3 separate regions of the Gossypium hirsutum genome follow, and all the other regions are linked to region 2. The links are chromatin contacts, called in public Hi-C maps. All regions are on one chromosome and are shown on one strand. The core of a region is the stretch at or near the end of the contact, and the rest is flanking DNA. Distances in the headings are between cores, read along the strand shown.

Evidence for each region. A called contact is a pair of places that touch in the nucleus more often than the background predicts.
Region 1: a contact with region 2 is called in a Hi-C map of leaf, with 3 times the contacts expected there. The contact joins the enhancer-like site here to the promoter of LOC107896694 in region 2. A contact is called at or near these places in 2 of 34 Hi-C or Micro-C datasets (leaf and seedling).
Region 3: a contact with region 2 is called in a Hi-C map of leaf, with 1.8 times the contacts expected there. The contact joins the enhancer-like site here to the promoter of LOC107896694 in region 2. A contact is called at or near these places in 5 of 34 Hi-C or Micro-C datasets (hypocotyl and leaf).

What each region holds. Positions count from the first base shown.
Region 1 is chrA10:96,806,613-96,810,242 of Gossypium_hirsutum_v2.1, forward strand. No RefSeq gene overlaps it. Among protein-coding and RNA genes, the nearest start is that of LOC107895516, 24 kb to the right of the region's middle. Within about 2 kb of position 1,844, at least 1 of the 9 cell types and tissues checked has an H3K27ac peak or open chromatin away from gene starts, as enhancers often do. A contact at or near this core is called in leaf, where this site is marked.
Region 2 is chrA10:96,657,802-96,661,421 of Gossypium_hirsutum_v2.1, forward strand. It overlaps LOC107896694 (midnolin homolog), which reads right to left and starts at 1,418. Exons shown (of 1, transcript XM_016821926.2): 1 at 1-1,418. The coding sequence starts at 918.
Region 3 is chrA10:96,882,001-96,885,523 of Gossypium_hirsutum_v2.1, forward strand. No RefSeq gene overlaps it. Among protein-coding and RNA genes, the nearest start is that of LOC107896696, 30 kb to the right of the region's middle. Within about 2 kb of position 2,026, at least 2 of the 9 cell types and tissues checked have an H3K27ac peak or open chromatin away from gene starts, as enhancers often do. A contact at or near this core is called in leaf, where this site is marked.

The DNA.
Region 1 (3,630 bases), core at 594-3,093, 150 kb after region 2:
ATACATGCAATTAACAACAAAGTATTAACCATTCATACTATACTTCCATATATTTAATATAGGTACACATTTATCAACTTCCCAGAATCAACATTCCGATCATATCAAAATATAATAAAGACTCTACTAGCTACGTGCTCTTTAATATACTATCACGATTTATATTCATCATTCTCAATTCAACATTAATTTTCAATTTATCATGTAACGTAACATACTTTAATCCCATTTCTATTAATAGCTTTCCTTAATACTCTTTAATACAATATATCACGAATATGCATTAACTATAATTAGTTTCAGGTTATAGAAATACAGATTGAAAGCTTACATAACTCGTCGTCGATTATTGCTTCCCTTCCTCTTTGACGATCCCACGTCAGTTTCAGATGCAAGGGCTGAATACCTTTAAGCCAAAACAATGTCTTCTCCTTGTTCTTCTTCTTAGAATCGGTGGAAGAGAAGAAAAATAATGATGGCAACCTTATTTTTTTATATTTTATGGTTATTTCTCTAATTATAAATTTTTTAATTTTATTTTATCAAACCCTCCAACCGAGAGTGCAATAGCATATAAAATGGCCTAATTTTCATTTTGAACTATGGTTTACTTACCACTATAGTCCTTTAGCAATTAAAAATCTATAGAGATTAACTTTTCCCATTTTTACAATTTAGTCATCGTACCTTAATTAACTATCCGATTGACAAAATTAAAAGACCAAAATTTAATTAAACTTTATATTAACCTCATAAATATTAAATAATAATATTTACAGACTCAATCATCGAAAATGAGGTTCCAAAATTGCATTTTTTAATACAGCTAATTTTAGGATCATTACACTTGTACCTTAACTAACTATCAACTAAACAAAATTACTAGACCAAATTTTAATATATTTCTATGCTAGTCTCATAAATATTAAATATCAATATTCACAACCAGTAGGGAAAAGTGGTGCTCGTCACCCATAGAGCAATTTGTGAATTCTATAATGTTCTATACTATGATTCAAATTTTGTCGAAAATACTAATTTAACATACTTTAAGGAAATAGATATGAAAAATGTAGTAAATTATTTAACCAAAGGTAAGTGTGAATGGAAGCACCGACCAGGCACTAATGTCCCAACACCATTTAATCAAGCAATTATGTTTCCTATAGCAAAGATGTGGATACAATTTCTGTGTACTCGAATTACACCTGCTTTAAATGTGTCTGACGTCAATACTTTTTGTGCTGTGTTGTTATATGCAATTTTGCAGAAAAAACATGTTTGTATCGGTACATGGATCTACGAGAACATGAAATACTATATTAATGGCCAAAAAGTTGGGGTTTTTTTCCCTCACTTAGTAACAACATTATGCAAGAAGGCGGGAGTTCCAACTACAACAACTGAACAGTTTATGAATCTGACCAAGAGTCTAATTAAGGACTCAATATAAACTAAATATACTAAGCTTCAAAGGAAGCAGATTGAATACACCAAAAGAGAATATGGATATCCCAACATTGTTGAAAATAAGAAAACTACAAAAGCTCAGGAAGGCCAAGAGCTGAGCAACATCTCAGACTTAGAGTAGGTGATATGGTGGATGCAGGAGATGGGGTCGGTTGGACAGTAATTTGCAAGGCAAAATGGTAAGGGAATACCAAATACGACGCAATGCAATCTCACCTTGAGAAGAACGACAATGATGAGGAAGAGAATGAAAATGAGGAAGAAGAGGTGGATGACATGGAGCATGATTTCCTAAATGATTATGACTATGAGGAGACATTCCAACCGAAGAGGCCCTCGAACATAGGCTCAGTCATTCGAAGCCCAACATGACAAGCCCACTCATCGTGTGGAGGCTCATCTTGATCACATGTATCGGGCAAAGGGAAAGCTCCAATAGAGAGGTGACAACCACCAAATTTTGATAATTAAACTCATTTGTTCTTTTATTTTGGAAGACTGTAAACAATTAACTTAGATGATTTTAAACTTTTGCTTTAGATTAGGAATAGGTAAATAATTATTATTATATATATAGATGTTAACATAAGATTTCTATGCAGGAACCCTATATGAGGATAGCACTACAATTAGGAGCTTAAAAAAAAGTAAGAGAGGAGAAACCCAAAATACGACTGGAGCAACTTCAATAAAAAGCGAGTAACTTCCTTCTTTTATACATTAGGGTTGCACATTAGGAACAATATGCTACCTAAAGTGTGGGGGATAACATAGGAAATTTACGCTCTTATTTTTATTTTTATTTTTATTTTTCTACTTTATTTTAATTAATATTTATTGTCTAATGTGTGCTTAAGCTAGTAGAAATACAAGTGATTAGTTAGGAGCGTGTATATAGGTTGGTTGTATTTGCTGTAAATTTGATATGAAGTAGGTGATTTTAAATTATTAATTGTTAGACTAATTAGTTTTATATATTACACTATAAATATACATTAAGTAATTGAGTGTACCAAATGATAGGGGAAAATACAGGGAAACAAACATGCTAGTATGGACAATAGATGATTGAAGTACCTAGGGTTGACCTAAGGCATTTTTTGGTGTAAATATAAAGCCAAAAAGCTAACCTTATTTATCATTCTTTAGTACCTGTATTTGAGCCAGAAATTATTTCTTGTGGAAAACCTTCATACAAAACACTGAGCCAAAACATAAATTGTACTTATCTTTTTTTCCTTGGTCCTTGAAATGCATGAACTTAGACGTTCGACCATACATATTGAGGGATAGGTAGATACATAAAGGTGGTTTTGAAAAATCAAAGTGAAATAGGAAGAAAAAATATGATATAATAATTATAGGTTAGACAAAAGTGTGCAAAAATGAAAAATTCAAAAAAAAAGGTAAAATGAGAAGAAAAAGTACAAAAAGAAACAAAAGCATTATGAGTGAGAAAAAAGTAAAAAGTAAAGTGACAAAAAACAATACGTCAAAAAGTTAGAAAAACACAGTCATTAGTGCACCAAAACTCGTTAAGTTGGCCATAATTGCTACTATTACATTGTATCTTCCTACATGGAGAGATAACGAAGGTGAGAGAAAGAGATAAAAAGTTGTAAACGAGAAGAGGATATTTAAGGAGGTGAATAGGGTACAATACGATGTGCCAAATTAATTTCCTGTTTGAACCATTTTGAAGTGCCCTATTCTTGAAATCCGTAGCAACCTTAAGCCTCAGAATGTTTCAAGCTTAAAAGTTCTACACAACCTAGGTAAATCTATTCGTGGATGGACATTGTATTAGGTATGGGTAATAGTAGTTGTTTATATGCTACTAGCATAATTGTAATACCTATGTAATCTTTTTAATGGAGTAATGTATTTGATAATCTTTTTTCCTATAGACTTTGTAATGTTCTGAACTTAGGTGTTTGAAATTGATAATGGTAATTTATTTATATATTATATCAAAGTTACATGTACTTACAATCATACTTGTTTCATTTTCTCCCAAACTAATTCTTGTATCATACTTGCTCAAGGGTCTTCATTCGTTTTGTGTTTTTTTTCTTTTTGCATGTTTTGCTTTCTTGAGGGCAAACAATGAATTTAGTGTGGGGAAGTTTGATCTGTCGCAATTTATTCCAGTAGATTAAA
Region 2 (3,620 bases), core at 168-2,667:
GGAGAAACTCCGGCTTCCGCAGCCTACGGACCTGGATCTCGAAACCTTGCGCTCAAATGATGATGCAGCTGAGGCAGTGGCTTCACTGTTGGGGCTGTCATCCTCTTCTACTACCACAATGCCTCCTTTTCTCGACAATGATGAACCCAAGCTTTTCTCCTTTGGCTTTACATTCACGACCGCACTTGAGGATGAAGGTCCCCCCATTGTTGTTGCTGTTGAGACAGTGACTGCCGGTGGTGCTATTGAAGCAACCTTGTCTGGTTTTTTGGAACTATGGCTCTTGGAAGAAAGATAGAGAAATGACCAAAAACCACTTCTTTTTCTGGGACTGAAGCCTCCACCATTATCTACTTCACCATCCAAGAACCGGCCTCTCCTGGGAGCTGTAGTTGACTTGCTTCTCTTCAAAGCAATATTAGCATGATGATGGTGGTGGTGGTGATGATGATGATCTGATGATGCCACCATGATCTTCTTTTTCTTCTTTGCCAAAAGGAAAGGGATCCTGGCCCGCCTTGTATAACATTCTTCATAATGACTGTTATTATTGCCACTATCAAGCCTAGTTTTTGTTATGGGACGAACAGACATAGACAGTGAAGAAGCGGAAAAAGTGGCAACACCACCACCACCACCACTAACGCCACCATTTCCGCCACAACTAGTAGCAATGGCACCAGTATCAGATCTAAAAGAAGGCGGGGAAGAAGAAAAAGAAGGTGAAGCACGAATCGGTAAAGGAAAAGAAGAAGAAACCAACTTGCCTAGCTTCTCTTGAAGGCAAAAAGCACAAATCCCACCAGGGTTATTTCTATAAGGATGATTACTGCATTGCATACCATCTCCCATATCTTCTTCAACACCAACACCAACACCAACTCTACCTCCTCCTCCACCTTTGATTCCTTCCATCATGTTAAACTAACTGGGAAGGCAAAAATATCTAGAAAATCTTTGATCCTTGTAACTGGTATTGCTCTCTTTTCACATCAAAGATATGGCCTTTGTTTTTGCTTTCCCACAAGTTACTCACTTTTTTCCCTGCCAAGAAAAGAGAGAGAAATGGGAAGGGGAAGATGCAAACAAAAGAAGGGAAACAGAGAGTCAGAGAGTGTAATTGAGTGGGGAAAAAAAATATGGCATTGAAGAGGGGGAGGGGGGAGAGAGTCCCCAGGAGCACGTGGAACACTGACTTGCCTACACATTAAACAAAGTGATATTATCATATAAACCATACACAAGCTAAACCCTAATCCCTTTTTTAGCTTTCATCAACCCCCCGCCTATCACCTTCCCACAGGAATCTACTAACCAAAGCACTCTCTTCTGACTCCTCACTTTAGCTCCTGGGAAGGGTTTTTCCTTTTAACTCCATTGCTTCGCTTTGCCCTTTGCTCTTCTTCTTTATATTTTTTTATATATAATATATATTAGAATTTAGAAGAAGAAAATATGCTTCTTCTTTGTAGATGGATGGATTAGAGTAGATTCCTTCTTTTTCTGCCATTGCATTATGAAATTCGCTTTGTTTTTTATCTCTAAATATATTACTGCTTACTTGGCTTTTTCTTTCCTGATAAAAATCAATTATTAGTTTCTTATAACTTATTTATATATAATACTTGAAAATATAAAAAATTATTAGACTCCATAGAAAAGGGTTTCGTATAACGAGGGATGAGGGTAAAATTATAATAGAGGATACTGTATTAATAATAAGATTGTATTTAATTTTTTATTTAAAAAACGAGTTAATTATTGTTTGTACGATAGATTAAATACTATTAAAAATTTTATTTATTCTTATTATTAAAAATATAGAATAATTAAATAATTGCATGTGATGTGTCATGTATTTCATTTTAACATACAATTAATAATTAGCTTTAATAGTAAAAAATAGATGGAATTTTTAACCAAAATGATTAATTTACTTTCTGCTCTAATATAAAAAAGTTAATTTATTTATTTTTAAATAATAAAAGTAAAATATTATCAACTCTTAATACAAATATCTCTATAATATTTTTATTAAGACGATGGCCACTTAATAAAATTTATATCATCTGAGATTTTTTATTTTAAATGCATATGGTGGAGTGAGGTATTTGTGATAACCTACCCGATTTTTAAAGTTACTAATTTATTCGTTATAATATTTTATTTTTTAGTATATGTACTAGAAATACAAACTAAAATCATATATATGTTAATAAGTTATATATAATTATTTTATACATGACCTAAACAATTACATGTATTCATGAACACATTATAAATATATGGTTTTATACTATTAAAAATTTTGAAAAAAATCATTAGAAAAAGAAGGTAGAGTTGTGTGGATTAATATAAATAGATTTTGGTTATAATTAACCAAAAAATTTATTTAGAAAGGTTGAGATAAAATTATAAAATAAGTAAAAATTTGTATTAAAAATGTTTAAACTAAATTATTAATAATTTAAAAAGATTTAAATTATAATTTTGACATAATTAGTTTGTGAAGGGCCCTCTCCTTCTCGGGTTCATTTGCTCGTCCCAATTTATTTTGCTTTGTTAATTGGAAAAAATTAAATTAATGGAATGGAATTAAGTTAAATAGTGATAGGAGTTAACAATAAGTGGAGAACAAAGAAAAAGATTGTGAAAATTTGGTTGAAGAGGGAAGAGCGACAGCAATGGAAGAAAAGGGCCAGAGTGAGTGACCCCCCACAATGTTGTATCCACCAACCTCCTTTTCCCACTCATTTGTTCAACACATCAACTCTTGCTGCTGCATGCGCCTTCTTATCCCTAAACTATTTACCATTTATTATGATATTTTCACTTCAATTATTTGATATTGAGTGCTAATCAAAAGGTTAAAACAATTAATTTTTTTAATTAAAAAAAACATGATAATTGTTGGATTGGTGCACAATATGTTAAAAACATTTGTGGATCCCATGTTCCATTTTTTGCTCAATACGCTATGATCTTCGACACCTACTTTTCACAAAACTTTATGATATAATATGACACTTTATACTTCAACTATCAATTGTCCTCTTTCTTTTTGCATTTTTATGAAACTCGTATTTTATTTAAAAGTTAGAAATAAACAAATAAATTGAATGCTACTAATATTTTTCTTCCATTTTGACTAATATACTTGAAATTGAAGAGATTTATTGTCTCCCTTTAATCGAGTTCTAATTCAACTCTTCTTCATTTCAAAGCATATAAAATCTAAGAATAATACTTGATTGGATTTGAACACCAAAACGTCATAATTTTTTAATATTTTTATCATTTCAACTACTTTTATAAATATATATTTTCAATCCTTAATCTACTATATATGACCATGTGTACATATGGATAATTCTAGACTGGCTATTCAATTCTTTATCATGAATTAGTTAAGACCCAATTTCATAAATTCCATGTCTAAGTCACAATTCCAAACCACCACTGCGTTTAGCATTAAATATAAAAAGAAAAAAAAAAAGAGAGAGGAGGGAAGTTCAGTGCTTTATAAATCGACAATTAATTTGTATTTTAACAGAATTCAATTTAATACAGTTGGATATTTATTTCTTACTCAATGAAACTCTTGAAGCAGCCATTGGATG
Region 3 (3,523 bases), core at 776-3,275, 220 kb after region 2:
TTCTTAATTTAACATATAATTATTATTTTATTTATTATTAAATAGAAAAAATAAAATATAATCCGATGTAGAGTTTTCAATGCAGCTATTTATTTTTAATGTAATACATTTTAAAATAGGTTTAGAGGGCACCATTTCCAAACAATTTGATAGACAAAAAGTCATCAATGTTGTTTACATTCAAAGGGTATTGTTCACTAACGTGCATGCGTGTTGTTTTCCTTTTATTTTGTCATAACATAATCGTACAAAACTGTTTTCTTTAATAAAAAAGTTTTAACTCAATTAATTAAATTATTTTACATAATTTTTAATTAAAAATCCAAATATTATGATTTAATCCATATTTATAGAATTTATTTTTACCACTTCAATTAAAATTTTATTTTAATATATTTATACATTTTAAGAAAGTAAATATCATTATAAACAATTTAAATATTTTTAATATTTTTAATTTAATATATTTAGCTATTTAATTTTTTTTACTCTCAAATAAAATAAAATTTAAATTTAAATTTTGTACATGTTATATATATATATATTTTATTAGTTTCAAACTTTACATTTGATTAATTTTTATATATATTATTTTTAAATACCTATTTATACTATAAATAAGTGATTTTCATGAATTTATAATATTAATAATTCATAATATGTATATATATTATACATTTATATATCAATTTGTATCGTGTTTTAAATTTTTTTTCATCAAATATCAAATTAATATCATATCCGGTATTGTTTCAATCATAAGTTAGGAGTACAAAAGGATGATACAGAGCGAGACAAAAGTAGCCTAGCGTTTTTTTCTTCATAATTACTTTCAATCTGGTCATAAGAATATTAATATATATTTGTGTTTCACACTTTTTTAATTTGATATTTTTGTTTTTAAGTTTAAAATAGTATCTGTATTTAACAAAAAAAATTATATATTTTAATGTCTAAAGATAATTGTGTTAATTGCTTAGTATTTACTTTAGATTTTAGAGTTAATTTTATAAAAGTTAATTATTACTATTGTTATGTTTAAATTTTCATGCTTTTGCTTTTTGGATTTTAGGATTGATTTTATCAAATTTAATTGTTAATATTATAAATTAATTATAAATTTTCATCAAATCAATCCTAAATTCTAATTAAAATTTTAAAATTAACATTGTCACATTTAAGTACTAAAATATATAATTTTTATCAAATACCAGTATCACATAGTATAAAAAAAATATAGATACCACGTTAAAAAATATTAAACTCATACACCAAAATGATTTATTAAGCCATATATTGGATAAACATATACTTTTTTTATGAAGAAAAACTATTAAAATTATAATGGCTTTGTAATTTTTGTTTTGTACAAATACAAATGTTCTCATTCATTTTACAGTTTGAGTTTAATCCTATTTGGAGAGCCAAGAATGATATTTAGGTAAAGCTCTTCTAATAATATCAATTCCAAGATTCAAACTTAGTCCAAATACTTAGAGAAGAAATCTACTTCCACTTCTTCCAACCACTTATTGGCAATGAGTTTACATTTTATACATAAAGAATTAACAAAAAAAAAAAGTAGTTCAATAATTGATATGTAAAAAATTAGCAAAAAAAAAGTAATTCAAGTTTATATGCTTACTAACAATTAGACCAATTTTTCAAATTTCATAAAATTCAAGGATTAAATTAAAAATAATTAATTTATCTATTTTCATAAAATAAAATAAAAATTAAAAATAGCAAATTTAAGACTTACATAGTGATGAATGAAGCATGAACAAATCATGGCTTAAAATAAGGGAGAAATAAAACAAAAAGAGAAATGGAATGCATATAATATGGAGATGGTGATTGAAGTGTGGAGTAGTGAGAAAGGGATGGATCTTTGATTGTTAAACAATTTGTATAAGATCTGTTTGGTTTAGAATATTAGTGTTTAAGAGCGGTGCCTTAGTAATTAATATTATCATAAGGAGAAGATATAATTCAGAATGGAGTGGGAACGAAGGGTTTTGGGGTGGGGGACCATTCTCACTTTTAGGGCGCATTTCATACTTTTACGGCACAAATTTAATGCACCACCATGCTATTTAATGCAAAACTTCTTTTTTTTTTTAATTCCAACATTCAAATGGTTTCTTTATTTGCATGGACAGGTGAGCAATAACAGCAAAGCACTATAATATTTGTCCTTTTCTTCAAGGAATAATACATACACTATATAAAGGATTCACTGAAAATAATTTTGTTAAATATTCTGATTATGAATAAAATTAGTAACTGAATTGAATTATGAATAACATTTTGAGTTGCTATTCTATCAAGAAAATTTGTAATTTTTTTTCTTTTTTGAAGGAATAAATGATGTTCGGTAATTCGTTGTAGCAGATTAAACTATTTTCCGTACTTAATGAGCTTGTAGGAAAGCAATTTAGTTATGTTTTTGTTTTTGTTTAGTTTTCACTTTTAGTATATAGATAATAAAAATAATAATTTGAGTTATTTATATTACCTTGGGGGCCAAAGTAGGCCTAAAGGTAGACTAATATGTTCGGTGAGTGTGTAGGACACCAGTCGCAGGTATAAGGACAGGAGACTACCTGCGATGTTGCAACACGGAGCTTGGATGTCATAACACAGTAAATAAAGTATCCAAAAGGAGCAGTCTTCCTTTGATGTCACAGCACAGGCTAGAATGTGTCGTGACATCGATATGACGAGGACACTTAATGAGCCAAGGGTGTTTCCATCTTCACAATGACCCTTAATGCAATATTGTCAGTCGAATTAGGCCAATGATTAGCGGCCAACCCTAGGTCTATAAATAGAGTTGTTCTGGACACTTTAGGGACAAATTTTACTTAGTTTTATTTTCACTTTCAGTTGTAATTTAGATTTTCTTCTAGTTTTAGTTTTTCTTTTAGTTTTCTATTTTGTTCTTCACGAGGATCGGATTGTAGTATCATCAACTCGTCAACGGATTATTGTTCGCACGTTTATAATTATATCAAGATTTTTCTTATCTTTGTTTTTTTTATCTATTCTTAATGTTTATATTTTCCATCAATTGCATTGTGTTTGTTAAATCCATAGGGAACTAATCTGGTAAGGGAGATTAACGAGTGGATGTGGGATTAATTAACGGCTATGTAGGGTTTCTTAGCGGACCAGCTCATTGGGATAGGAAAAACTTAAAACTCTAGGCTTGACGACCCTAAAAAGTTATACAGGTGGGAATAAACTCGAAATCGATATTGTTATCCGTGAAAACCTTACCCCAATCCGGTCTGGAATATGACTTTAAGAGATAAGTAATTATTGTTGACACATTAGGTTAGTGGAAGGCCGAGAGGCTCTGTTAGGTTAATGACTAGTTGATTTAATAGAACCCAAAATAGGAGTTAATTATGAACACTGGAGCGAGTTAGTCTTCTATCATTAAATCTAATAAAATCTGCAATCTATCTCCACCATAGTTTTTATTAATTTTTTATGAAATAGGTTTTCTCATCACCTA